Regions from separate parts of the Mus musculus genome. Here regions 2 and 3 are each linked to region 1. A link is a contact called in public HiChIP or PLAC-seq and promoter capture Hi-C data. All regions are on one chromosome and are shown on one strand. The core of a region is the stretch at or near the end of the contact, and the rest is flanking DNA. Distances in the headings are between cores, read along the strand shown.

Region 1 (4,326 bases), core at 458-2,957:
CCACAGCTGGGCCAATCCTGAGTTACTGTACCTTCATTAAACTCTTTCCTTGTTTCCCTCCCATACCCATTTCTTGAGAAATCAATCCTTTTACATTGTTTAGATCTGGAAATCCCCTACTCCCCCACTTCTCCTTTCCCCCCTGAGGGCCTATAAAAACTGGGACCCCCTTTTCCCTTGGGGTCGACTCCTCTACCCCTGCATGGGATATGAGTCGTCCCAAGAGCTCTGGCTTTCCCAGAATAAAGCCTCATGTGGTTTACATCAAGCTTGGTCTCTTGTGAGTTCTTGGGGATCCGCTATTATCCCAAGACTTGAGTGAGGGTCTTTTAGCTTCACCTATAGCGAGTTTGGGACCAGGTTGGGCAACATGAGACTCTGAAAAGGCCAAAGTATTACAGCTGCTAATGATGGTGACAATATGTTTGGGTGCACACAATAAAACAAATCAGTAATGGGACCCGGATTATTTTTTCTTTTTCAGTATCTTTTCATTCCCTCAGAGAAGTACTGAAGCAAATTTATTAGTGGTAAACTAATACTGGAGATAATGCAATAGGAACTAAAGAATTTAGTATCATTGGTTAGAAACACTATTTCTTGAGTCGAATAATAATTTTTTTTTTTTTTTTTTTTGGTTTTTCGGGACAGGGTTCCTCTGTGTAGCCCTGGCTGTCCTGGAACTCACTCTGTAGACCAGGCTGGCCTCGAACTCAGAAATCTGCCTGCCTCTGCCTCCAGAGTGCTGGGATTAAAGGCGTGCACCACCACGCCCGGCTGAGTCTAATAATTTGTAGAATATGATTCACACAGGTTGCAATGGATTATCTTGGGTGGTTTTTTTTGTTGTTTTTTGTTTTTTTAAAAAAACAAACTCATGACGAATAACCTTTCAGAATCTTCATTCTGTTGTCAAAATTACGGAAACTATTCACAACTTTATTATAGCAAAAAGAAAGGGGTGGATAGAGAAGACACACACAAAACGACAGTCAGAAGAAGAGTCAAGAATAAGTTAAAAGCCCAAGGTGGCAGTATGCGCCTGTCTGAAGGTTGAGGATCACTCAAAACCTGTGTAAAATACCGACAGCTGGAAACAGCACGATGCGTACTAAAGCTGCTAGGAGTTTCCTGAGATCAAACAAAAATCAAGAAGACAGTAGGTTCCTCCCTCCACCAGTTTTATCATGGAAAATGTCTAGAGCATACACAAGCACAAAGAATATTTGTTCGTCTACCGCGCAGCATCAACAGTCATCATTTCTACCTCCCACTCACTGGCATCCCGAAGTCAATTCCAGTTTAGCCTGTCGTTTTACAGACTCTAACGCAAAGGCTTGGGAGCCAAGGCACTTGCTGTCCAAGTCCACTAGGTGGCAGCCCTTTAAATACGATCGTATGTAAGAAAAGACTCAACCAAACGAATTTTGAAAGAAATAACTGCAATACCAGAGGAGGTGTTTGACAGAACAAACACAAGATCCCCCAGAAGGTACGCCTCGTCCTCAACAAACACAAGAGCCTCGAGAAGGCGAGCCTCGTCCTCAGGGCGGGGACTCAGCTGGCCCAACCGGGCCGGCCTTTTAGGGACTGGGCTGTTTCGGGCCCGCCCACCGGTCCCAGCAGCCCTCGCGCGCCGCTGCGTCAGGAACGGCGTACCGTTCGGGACGCCCAGGCCAGGGCTCGTGAGCGCGCGCGCGCCGTGCGTCCTGGGCGCGGGGCCGCGCGCGCCGGGCCTCCGGGCTCGTTCGTTCCCAGTCAGCCTAGAGCGGCCGGGGTCGGAGCATCGCGTACCCCGCCATGTTCTCCTTGGCGCTGCGGGCCAGGGCGACCGGCCTCGCTGCTCAGTGGGTAAGAGGCTCGGGGTGAACCCCGGGCACTGTCGCCACAGTCTCCCGCTCTTCGTGCCTCCCTTAGCTTTTAGTCCTCGGAGACCCCTAGGCGCTGGACAGGTCAGCTGGCGGCGGCGGGGACGCCGCGGCCTTCGTCCTCAGTGCCTCCGGGATGCTCCGCAGCTGCGGTGGCGGCGGGTGGCGGGCCGCCCGCACCGGGCCGGGGAAAGTCACCCCTAACTTAGTCAAGGTCAGGAAGGCGATTGTCATTTATCCTGGTGCGGAAGCTAGTGGGGGGCCCTGGCGGCCCGCTGCTTCCAGGATCCTAGCAGCGAAGCTTTGGGCTGCTTGTCTGTCAGGCATAGCGGCTGCGCTGCATCGGATTTAAAAGCATGCTGGAGAAAACGCTGATAGGCTTGGTAAAGGCTTGCCGAGTTCCTTCAGGACTAGATAAAGGTGACCAGCGTTTCATTTACTGAAGTTGTTCATTCATTTTAGGAAATGCTCGGCAGAGAATCGTAGGAATTAACCGTGAGAGAATAGTAGTAGCACGAGTAACCGCACTGACCAAAGAGTCGTAGTTCTATGGCCATTTGAGTGTCAGGTGCATCTCAGATAGGCCAAGGAATTGAACTGAAGTTGAAACACTGAAGCGAAGCTAAAATGCAGATTCCAGGGCCTGCGAGGTAGCTCAGGGTGGAAAGGTGCTGGCCTCCAGGTGTGAGGACTAGTTGTGGTCTGACCTTCACAAGCTGAGCTTGTGTCCGGAGAGTGCATGGGCACACAGAAAGTAATGGCTATTGAAATTAACTACATGGCAACTACAGGGAAGAAAGAAGCCTTATTTGTTTGGTTGGATTTTATTTTCCTAACAGTAAAACAAAAACTAAGTTCTCAACAAAAGACTATATATATATATATATATATATATATAGTGTGTGTGTGTGTGTAAACAAACCATTTGGGGCTTTAGACTTAGGCATCCCAGGTGACCTTTTGTAGTTATGTGACATGACCTAGAGAATTAGTCTTTGTTTCTTTAGCTGTGAAATGGGAATGTTGAGTCTGTCCCTAGTTATTTGAAGCCTTAATGTACTTCTAGGTCCAGGTAACAGTGTGAATTGGATTATAGTACTTTTTTTTTTTCCTTTTGAAATTAGATCTCACCATGCAGCCCTGGCTGGCCTGGAGCCTGCTAAGTGTGGCATGTAGGCCTTGAATGTTTGCTGGTCTTCTTGCCTTGACTCTTGAGTGCTGAGATTACAGGTGTGAGCTTCCATGCCCTGCTGGAGTAGAGTAATGATGGGTGATGTTTGATGGCCCCTTGCTGTGTATTTGATAGGTGAATTTATATCTTATTTTAGAGGGTGGTGCAGTGTTTTCATCACTACAAATTAGAAACAGAATTCCCAATTTTTGTGGGGAACATGTAAGAACACTAATAAGGTTCATACGTGTATGGTTGGTCACATCTGATATCCTAGCATTTAGGAGTTAGAGCCAGGAAAATCAGAATGTTTGCTATCATTAACTATATAGTGAGTTTGAGGTTAGTCTGGCCTATATAAATTCCTGTTTGTAAAATATCCCCAACTCAAATCCCAGCCTCCTACAACAAACAAAGAGGTGTCCCTGGTAGTGTAGACTAGTAAAGAGTCAGTGAAAGGTTTTATATACAGTAAGGGTTCTGCTCTGAGTAGATGACTGGTGTAGGAGTGGAGGTGGACTAGGTCTGATTGGAGTCAGAAACTGGAAGGTTACATAGGTAAGAGAGGCTCTGAGAATCATTCAGTTGAGGAGGAGACTAAGAAGTAGGGGCAAAAAAGCTCCCATAGACATCTTCTGTTTCTTTTGTTTTTGAGGCAAAGGGTAACAAGAGGTGTAGTTGAAAAGCAGGGTTTTGTTTTGTGGGTGGTGTTTTGAGACAGAGTTTATGTAGTTTATGTAGCCTTGACTGGCCTTCCAGGAAGACTAGCCTGGCCATAAACTCAGGGATCCACCTGCACTCCCAGGCCTCTGCTTTCAGTTTTGAAATGTTTTTCCCCTATGATAGTGGGTTTTGTGCTGTCACCCCAACATGCTCTCCACAATGAATAATTTTGAATTGTATCCTGGACTTTGTAAATGCATAATAACTTACACTAATAACATTACATAACATAATAATAACATAATTAACACTACACTCTAACTTATTTCTTTAAAGAATGACCACCCCCATTGTCATGAGTGGTAGACCAATATTGGTTCTAATTTAGCAAGGCTGCTTAGACTCTGTCACTACACAGGGGTTAGCCAGAGATCTGAGTAGTTTCTGTACCCATTTCGATACTTCCTTTCCTGGGATTCCCACTTGCCCATGCCAGAGATTATCCACCTCCTTGGCTAAGTCAAGCCATTTAAGACTGCGTTTTAATTTTTTTATGTTTATTTTGGTTTCTTTGTTTGTATAACAGGGTCTTAACTGTATAGCCCAGGCTGGCTTTAAACTCTG
Region 2 (4,326 bases), core at 910-3,409, 380 kb after region 1:
CCAGTTGGTTTCTACTTCTGCTGCCATGCGTGGGACTCACTGCGTGGGAGTCATCATCCTGACTCACTGATCTTGTCTCCATGAATTCCGGTCTTGATCCAGTTAGCGTGGATCCATCCCAGTCAGGTCCTGGCCTGCAGGGGTGGGGGGTGGGGGTGGGGAAGGAAGGCCCACTAGGCTCTCCAGCCAGCAGGTGAGCAGCTCTTCCCCTTGTGGTCATCGGCAGAACTACAGCTTCTCAAAGCTGAGTTCTGGAAGCCCATAGGCCTGACCTGTCACCAGTCAGATTTCTTAGCCGCATTCTTGATCAAATATCCTATTTTCTGGCCAATTTAAAATTAATATATTTTGTTATATATTTTCTATGAAATGTATAAGAGGTACATACTGGGTCAAGCTGCGAATGTAAGACAAGTGTAGATTTGACAGGCATCCAGCTACATTTGAGCCAGCTTTGCTACTTTAGCTCGCCAGAAATGCTGTCTTTTTCCTGGGTCATCTGTAGAAAGGCAGAGAGTGGAGTCAATAATTGTAACTTTCACTGGGAAGAGTATTTCAGGGGTTGGCCTTCAGGCAGGGTGGGCTGATTTAGGGGGAATGAGGTAGAGCAGAGGTCCCCCCCTCCCTCAGTGTGTCCTCCCCAGGTGAGAGTAACAGTGGACAGGAAGTAGCATTGTTCATCACTGGTGTGTGGCAGGGGTGGAGACACCACCCTGAGAGCCCAGCCAGAGAGTTCAAGGAAGGCGTCTCAGGCCAGAAGAACTGTGGACATTTCTTTTCTTTTTCTCTTTCTGTTTATTTTTTCTTTTTCTTTTCCTTGTTTCTTTCTTTTTCTTTCTTTCTTTTTTTTCTTTTTTTCTTTTTCTTTCTTTTTTTTTTTTTTTTTTTACTTTTTGTTTGATGGTTTTGTTTCTGTGTCCTCGTTTTGAAGCAGGGTTTCTCATTGTAACAGCCCTGGCTGTCCAGGAATTGCATTGTATACCAAACCTTTGTTGTGCCAGCGAACACAGGAGCCAAGCTGAGGCAACTCACAGCAGGGTCTTTATTCTGTTTGAGCTAGCTCGCCCCCCCACCCCCACCCCAAGGTCACGCAAGACAGTTTTGGTGGTGGGGAAGCCTGAAACGTCTATTAGGGCAAGGCAAGCATCTAATTGGAGAGCTACCGTGGCCTTTAACATAATTGGCTGGTGCTGTGAGTCATATCATAAACTTAACTTGTGGGGTCGGGCATGGTGGCGCATGTCTTTAATCCCAGCACTTGGGAGGCAGAGGCAGGTGAATTTCTGAGTTCAAGGCCAGCCTGGTCTACAGAGTGAGTTCCAGGACAGCCAGGGCTACAGAGAGAAACCTTGTCTCCAAAACACCAAAAAACCAAAACCAAAAAAAAAACCAAACCAAAAAAACCCTTAACTTTTGCTCCCCTCTGCATTGGTGGTCTTTAGGCAAGGTGTGGGCTTGTGACCTGGGGTGCAGGTCTGTTGGGGGAATAACCTGGAGACACTGGTCTTGTTGAGGGTATAGCCTGGAAACGCTGGTTTTGTTGGGGATTAGCCTAGAGACTAGAGCTAGGCTAATTTTTTTGTTGTTGTTGTGGAGTAGCAACTTGTTCAAATTTAGGTCAGGTTCTCTAAATGAAGTCTGAACTTGAGAGATTTGGCATCTCACCTTGAACTCACAGAGATCTGCTTGTATCTGTGCCCCCTGCCCCTTCCCCGTGCCTCCCCTCCCCCGTGCTGGAATTAAAGGCCAGCAAACTACGAGCATTTTCTAATTGGCTCATAGTTTTAGGGTACGGAGTTGGACGAGCCCAGGTGTTACCTAAAAACATGTGAGGGAGGAGGGGAGGAAGGGGAGGAGAAGAGAGGGGAGGAGGAGGGGAGGAGGAGGAGGAGGAGGAGGAGGAGGAGGGGAGGAGGAGGAGGAGGAGGAGGAGGAGGAGAAGAAGGAGAGAAAATTAATTAATTAAAAAAAAATTAAAGACTCCATTCACTGCCACCACTGCCTTTGGCCTGCACTTTTCTGGCCCGGGTCCTCACCACCCCCACCAGTGACAGCTCATTTGTCCCTCCTCAGCTGCTTTAAGCCCTTCCTTCAACCATGCCACCCTCAGGGGAATGGAAACTACACAGCTGCTCTGCCCCGCTCTGCCCTGCTCTGCCCTGCCCAGGAAGGCACCGGAAACGCCCTGTGCTGCAAGGGTTCCTCCAGGAAGCAACTGTGTCCTAGAAGTTGCTGGGCGGGCCGAGTGGCAGCCTCACCCTGGCTGGACCCACGCCCCGTTCTTCTACTTTACATCATGGTCCGTGGTTTAAGAGTCCTTTCTCAGGCATCTTCCATCTGTTTCTTCATTCTTCGCTCGCTCTAGCCATAAGCATCTCCGAAACCCTGCTTTCTCTGTACTGACCGTAGGCTGGACCCCACCGGTATCGGTTATCAGCTACCTCCCTGGTTTGCAAACTCCATTAGAGGGAGGTGGTAGGCTACCTTTCCTGGCCTGCAGGGTTCCCAGACACAGTAGGGAGGGTCTGAACACTCAGAGGTGCCCACCCACGTCCAACCCCAGCACGCAGGGCTCTGAAGCAGATGCTCCACCTGGCTCTCCTCCCTCACATGTTTTTAGGTCACACCCAGGATCATCCCTATTCTTTACCCCAAAAGTGCTGCTTGGAGAGAGCTGCCCTTAGTTCTCTTGGCTGGAGAACTATGTACTTCCTTGTACTTCTTTATTCTTTGGACTCTCTGCCGGGCTCTCAGGGTGTTGTGGTGGCTCCGCCCCTGCCATGCACCAGCCATGACAGATGTTACATCCTCTCAATTGACATGCTCACCTGGGGCGCATGCATGGGGGCGTGGCGGAGAGCTCCACCCTAAGTCCATTCCACAGATCAGCTGAGCAGAGCCGGCCTGAAGGCCAGCCCTTGAAATACCCTTCATGGTGAAAGCGCTAAGCTGTTTTACGATTATTAACTCCAGTCCTTGCCTTCTGCAGATGGCTCAAGTGAAACGCCAGCTTTTTTGGTGAGCTAGAGAAGCAAGATGATCATCTGTCAGAGGGCAACTTGGGGGAGTTCTCTTCTATCAAGAGTGTCCTGGGGATTGAACTCAGTTCATCCATCATTCTTCATGTACCCGTTTTCTAAGCCAGTTTCTCAGCCACTTGATTAGAATCTTTCAAAAAAAAATTGTATGGATATTTTGTCCAAATGTATTTTCCGTGCATCATGTTTACGCAATTGCCTGTAGAGACCAGAAGAGGATATTAAGTCCCAGATGTCCAGTGGAACTGGGATCACAGATGTTTGTGGGCTGTTGCGTTGTGGTGCTTGGAACTGAACCTGGGTCTTCTGCAAGAGCAGCAAGCATTCTTAACTACTGAGCCATCTTGTCAGCCTAAAACTTTGTTTTTGTTTTTTTGTTTTTGTTTTTAATCACACCTTTAGGGGTTGGGAATGTAACTCAGTTGGTAGTAGAGTGGGTGAAGTGCATGAAGCTCTCTCTCTGGGTTTGATCCCTAGTGATATGTAAGCCAGGCTTGGTGGTACATCACTGCAGTCCTGGCACTTGAGATGTGGAGGTATGATCAGTTCGAGATTATCCTAATCCATAGGAAGCTTGAGGCTAGCTTGCGCTAGGGATACTCTCATAATAAATAGATAAATAAATAAAGTCACATAGGAGAACCATACACAACTCTTAAGTATCTGGGTCACTCAGCTTTTTGTTTCTATGGAAACCTCCCTGGGACAAAGCAGGAGTGGTTTATTTTGTCTCATAGTTTCAAAGGGTCAGTCCATCGTTGGCCAAAAGCTCTGGGGTTTTTAGCTTGAGCACACAATGCAATTTAATTGGGTATCTCTGCCTGTGGGTTCCCCACCCACCTGCCCAGAGGGGGCTCCAGCTATTTCTGCCTAGGCTTACATTGTTTCTTTCTTCCTCCGTGTGCCTTATGCTGATTTGTGAGTCTCAGGCATGGATTGACTTGCTGCCGGCTCCGTTTTGGGCCCTTTCTCAGGCACAATTCGTCTCTCCAGACACTGTTGCTATCATCTGTATGTGATTTCTCTCTTTGACCTTGTGGGTTTGTGCCTGCTATTCCCAAAACCACTTTGTAAGGGTTTATAAAGGAAGTAGTAGAGACACGTGTCTGTGTTTGATCTCCACTGTATAAGGGATCCCTCTTTTGACCAGCTGTAAAGAATCGTTTAGCCAAGAAGACTTGAGATGAGATCTTTATAGAATTCAGCGAAACCTGAGGTTAAGATCCAGCTGTTAAATTATAACAGATATTGGGGATGTAGAAATTTAGAGGTCTTGCAGAGTGTTCCC
Region 3 (4,326 bases), core at 777-3,276, 380 kb before region 1:
TAAGTATGCCTGACTCACTATAAAAGGGGCCACTTGGCCCCTCCTCACTCTGTTGCTTTCTTGCCTTCTTTCTCCCCATTCCCTGCCCCCCCTCCATCCCCATGTCTCCATGTACTCATTGCTTATGGCCGGCCTCTACTTCTCCCCCCACCTTTCCCTCTCCTCTCCTCTTCCTTTTGCTGCCTCTACTACCCTCTTAACTCCCTTCCCCATGTCCTTAATAAACTCTATTCTATACTATCCCGTCATGTGCTGGTCCCTCAGGGGGAAGGGATGCCTCAGCATGGGCCGCCAAGGCACCTCCTTTCCCCATACCTGACTACACCTCCATAAAACATACTGCCCCCCCCCCCTTTATCTTTTTATAAACACATTCTGTTCACATTCATGAGATTCCCCTGCCTCTCAGCCTGGCGGTTGGTGTGTGATGTAATTACTCCTAAGACACTTGGGGATGGGCCTGATGGCAGGTGTGTCCTGAAGGTGTAAATGAGTGTCTGAATGGATGGTGACTGGTGATCAATTGTGTCTGCCAAGGAGGGAAGCAAGCAAGAAAGGAAATTCCGTGTGCAGTAATGTGACTTTGTGGGTACAAGGATCAATTTAAATCGGCAGTGTACGCTTACTGTTTGGGAAATCTGCCTTGGCGTACTTCAATAACAATTCACACAGACAAGCGTCACTACCGTACTGTAGTGAGCATTTAGCGTTAATTGCCTTACAGAAGCATGTTGCTCCCATACAAAATGACAAATGTCACAGCTACGCTTTAACCTATTAGTATAAATTAAATCATAAACAGCGACAGTCGCGGGTGGATCAGTGGCACTGAGCAATCTATGAGGGAACGGGAGGCTGGGGGCTGGTCACACTGGCTGCAGGCCATCTGCGCTGATGAGGGGAGGTCAGCCTGTACCAGTGCACAGGGTCGCCTCAATGCTAAGGACTCGATAAAAATTCTCTCCTCCTCCAGTCCTCCTGAATTTTACCAAGGAAAGCAGCCCTGCTGATGTGGGGGAGACTAGCAGAGACTGGAAGCCACACCCTTTCCCAAGACCAATTTGCACTTGCAGCTGGGCTCCTGACCTCCGGAGACTGCCAGCTAATCGGATCACGTTGAACCAGGGCGGGGAGGCCCTGGGACCCATCAGATAGGCAATACTGGGCTCTCCAAGCCACAGTAACTTCTGCCCAGGAGGAGCCTGTTTAAGCCGAGAAGAACCCGCCCAGACACACACACAACCCCCTCCCAAAAAAGAGGCTAACTTTGTTTTGAAAGTCATCCTAAAATGCCCTCCTTAGGATTATGACTTTGCGTAGGCCCTTTTGGTTTGTGACTGACAACCTCCGATTTGACCACTTTATTTTTATCGCCGTACCACAGATTCTTCAGGTTAGCGTTGAATTTGAGTTAGGCTACGACGAAAACAAAGAGTTGGCCTCCCAGTTCAGCTTTGCTAATTGAAATGTGAAAACAAGAGTAAGAAGGCAGGACAATAGGGGTCCGGGCTAAACCTTTATTCTACAGCTCCCGCAACAGCCGCGCCTTTCTTTGTCCCTCTAGACACCCGTAGGCTCAGTGACTTCAGAGGGAAGGCTCCAGCTGTATGCAAAGCGCAGGGTCGGAGGTGGAGGCTGTGGCAAAGGGTGCTGTGTGCCGTACTGGATTTCCATATCAATAGCTGCCTATTCTGTCTTCCTTTCTGTTTCTTCCCCCACTTCTTGGTTAAGGATGACCTTGAACGGCCTATCTTCCCCCACCCTCCTAACCCCCCACCCCCGCTTCCAAGTGCTGAATTTACAGGCTTCTGTCACAACTCCCCGTTTTGGATGAATTTATTCTCAAAGGAGCTTGCGAAACAAGCGGATTTTGGTCACCTGATGTCTGAACCAGGGACTCCAAGATAGAGGGAAAGTGACTTATCTAGGATCCATGGCTTCTAACCAGCAGAATGGAAACTCCCTTCAGAGACTCTCATACAGTCTTGGCCCACAACCTACATGCAGCCTGGTGGGTTCGTACAGCTCCTCGGAGCATGCGTGCGCTGAGGCTGCCTAAGCGGGCGAGCACAGCTCCTCGGAGCATGCGTGGGCTGAGGCACGCTAGTCTTGCTTTCCTCCTTTCTCCACTGTCTGTCATGCTCTCCCTCTGTCACCTGTCCTCTAGGAGTGTGGTTTGGAGAGCTGATCCACGCTTCCCTGCCCTCTTGTCTTTGTGAGGGAAGGAGGTCGGTGGTACCAGGAGCGCTGAGGCCTGAGGTCTCTATACACTGTTTTAGAGGGGACAGGGGGGTACAAGCGATACGGAGGAGGAGAGAATGAGTCCAGAGGACAGCTTGGAACAGAGCCGGCTGGGCGTCAGTTCCGCCAAGCCTCAGAAAGGAGACGAATGCAATGGTTTTCCTTTTTTGATGGTCCAATATTGAGGCAGGTTAAGGGATATCAGGGAAAGCTTTTTCCAGAGCCTGCTGGTCTCCAAAGGGCTTTCATTGATAATCACTAGAGGCTGGAAAGGGCACGGCGGTTAAGGGAAGCGATTGCCCTACAGAGAGCCTGACTCAGTCCCCAGCACCCATGTCAGGCAGCTCACAACCACCGATATAACTCCATCTCCAAAGGATCTGACCCTTCTGGCCTCTGATTGGCACCTGTACTCACATACACAGACATACTCAAACAGACAGGCATACACGCATACCACCATACCCGTCTCTTCTTTTAATTGACAAACAATAATTGTGCATGGGCATGTATGTATCACACGATTTTTTTTTTTAAACACAGTCATGTTTTAAAAGATTTATGTATTTTTACTAACGTGTATGTGCATGCATCTGTGTGAATTTTATGTGTACCATTTCATGAAGGTGCCTGTGCAGACCGGAGGGTGGCAGATGTCCTGACACTGGAGTCATAAGTGATTGGGAGTCACCTCATGTGATGGGCTAGGGTCCTCCCTTAGGTCTTCTGCAAGAGCTAGACTCACTCTTAGCTACTTTGAGGGCCTGCCAGCGACACCCGCTCTCTGGGTAGAATGCAATGAAACAGTCTATTTCTAGTCTGCAGATAGATGATGACATGTGGCCTCTGTAATCCACCGTAGGAAAAAGATTACCGTGCACACACTGGTTCTGTGTGAGCCAAAGTATCCTGCTCTAAGTTTTCATCAGCTAAATTGATCTTCATCTTTGGGTGGTTTACGTTTGTAAATGTGGCAAGTGCTAGTAGTGATAGACTTCTCAGCTTGAATAATGTGGAGAAAAGAGTGAGGTTTTTGCACTTATAAATGAGAAATGGGAGTGGTACAAGTCTCTCAAGCAACGTAAGATAAGATGTGAAACATTCAAGTTGGTAGTTGACCCCATTTTATTTGATTGAGAAAATACTTCATTATAAAATATTTTAACCCTTCATTTTCCTCCTGTAAGTAGCTATTTTCTCTTTATAAAATGGGAAAGGAAATTTGAAAAAAAATTCCAAATTCAGGAGGTAAGCCATTTCACCTTGAAATGGCCACCAAGCATCCCATGGTGTGAACAGGACTCTGGAGCATTGCTTCTGCAAGAAAGGCAACTCTGTGTTTTTGTTTTTGTTTTTGTTTTCTTAGAGACAGGGTTTCTCTGTATAGCCCTGGCTATCCTGGAACTCACTGTGTAGACCAGGCTGGCCTCAAACTCAGAAATCCGCCTGCCTCTGCCTCCCGAGTGCTGGGATTAAAGGTGTGCGCCACCACGCCCGGCTAACTCTGGGTTTTTTTTCAGGGTAGAGTTTCTCTGTGTAGCACTGCCTGTCTTGGGACTTGATTCAGGACATGTATGAGACCAGGCTGGTCTCAAACTCAGACAGACAGACAGACAGACAGACAGACAGACAGACACACACACACACACACACACACACACACACACACCTCCTGTTGGCATTAAAGGCATGTGCTACCACCACACAGCTTTTTTTATTCTTTCTTCTGGTCATGGTGTTTTGTCACAGCAGTAGGAAATTAACCCAAAACAGCTACAAGCTGGAAATGGGGAACAGTGCCACGCCAGAATAAAGCAGAAGAATTAGAAGTACAAGGCCATGCCCCTGCTATACACCATGTTCAAAGCCAGTCTGATATGCCTGACACCCTGTCTCAAGCAAACAAACAAAAGGGACCTCTGGGCTGGAAAGATGGCTCAGTGGTTAAGAGCACTAGCTGGGTTTTCCAGAGGAACCAGGTTCAGTGCCCACACAGTGGATCACACCCATCTGTAATTCTCAACCTACGGATCCTAGCACTTGTCTGGCCTCCGAAGGCACCAGGTAACATGTGGTAAGCGGACA

The links. Promoter capture Hi-C pulls out the DNA fragments that hold promoters and counts their contacts. HiChIP or PLAC-seq counts read pairs in DNA pulled down with a chosen protein or histone mark.
Region 2: a contact with region 1 is called in a promoter capture Hi-C map of pre-B cells, with 3 times the contacts expected there. The contact joins the enhancer-like site here to the promoter of Ndufv2 in region 1. A contact is called at or near these places in 11 of 39 promoter capture datasets (the 3T3-L1 cell line, the C10 cell line, the HPC-7 cell line and 5 more), 1 of 15 datasets of contacts at CTCF or cohesin (the NIH/3T3 cell line), 5 of 484 Hi-C or Micro-C datasets (the HPC-7 cell line, the N1E-115 cell line, Th1 cells and 2 more), 6 of 115 datasets of contacts at active chromatin or transcription factors (embryonic stem cells, fetal liver, large pre-B cells and 1 more) and 2 of 9 other capture datasets (adipose tissue and liver).
Region 3: an H3K4me3 HiChIP or PLAC-seq map of embryonic stem cells shows a contact between it and region 1, with 10 times the contacts expected there. The contact joins the enhancer-like site here to the promoter of Ndufv2 in region 1. A contact is called at or near these places in 7 of 39 promoter capture datasets (the 3T3-L1 cell line, cranial neural crest, embryonic stem cells and 2 more), 4 of 484 Hi-C or Micro-C datasets (embryonic stem cells and rod photoreceptor), 24 of 115 datasets of contacts at active chromatin or transcription factors (the NIH/3T3 cell line, astrocytes, craniofacial prominence and 11 more) and 1 of 9 other capture datasets (adipose tissue).

The regions. Positions count from the first base shown.
Region 1 is chr17:66,098,940-66,103,265 of GRCm38.p6, reverse strand. Ndufv2 (NADH:ubiquinone oxidoreductase core subunit V2) reads left to right here and starts at 1,707. Exons shown (of 8, transcript NM_028388.3): 1 at 1,707-1,851. The coding sequence starts at 1,801.
Region 2 is chr17:65,722,299-65,726,624 of GRCm38.p6, reverse strand. The region is part of intron 1 of Rab31 (RAB31, member RAS oncogene family); the gene reads left to right. Among named protein-coding and RNA genes, the nearest start is that of Rab31, 48 kb to the left of the region's middle. Within about 2 kb of position 2,159, at least 152 of the 459 cell types and tissues checked have an H3K27ac peak or open chromatin away from gene starts, as enhancers often do. A contact at or near this core is called in the HPC-7 cell line, the N1E-115 cell line, Th1 cells and 5 more, where this site is marked.
Region 3 is chr17:66,477,206-66,481,531 of GRCm38.p6, reverse strand. No RefSeq gene overlaps it. Among named protein-coding and RNA genes, the nearest start is that of Gm41608, 27 kb to the left of the region's middle. RefSeq lists an enhancer at 1-3,136. Within about 2 kb of position 2,026, at least 124 of the 459 cell types and tissues checked have an H3K27ac peak or open chromatin away from gene starts, as enhancers often do. A contact at or near this core is called in craniofacial prominence, differentiating embryonic stem cells, embryonic basal ganglia and 8 more, where this site is marked.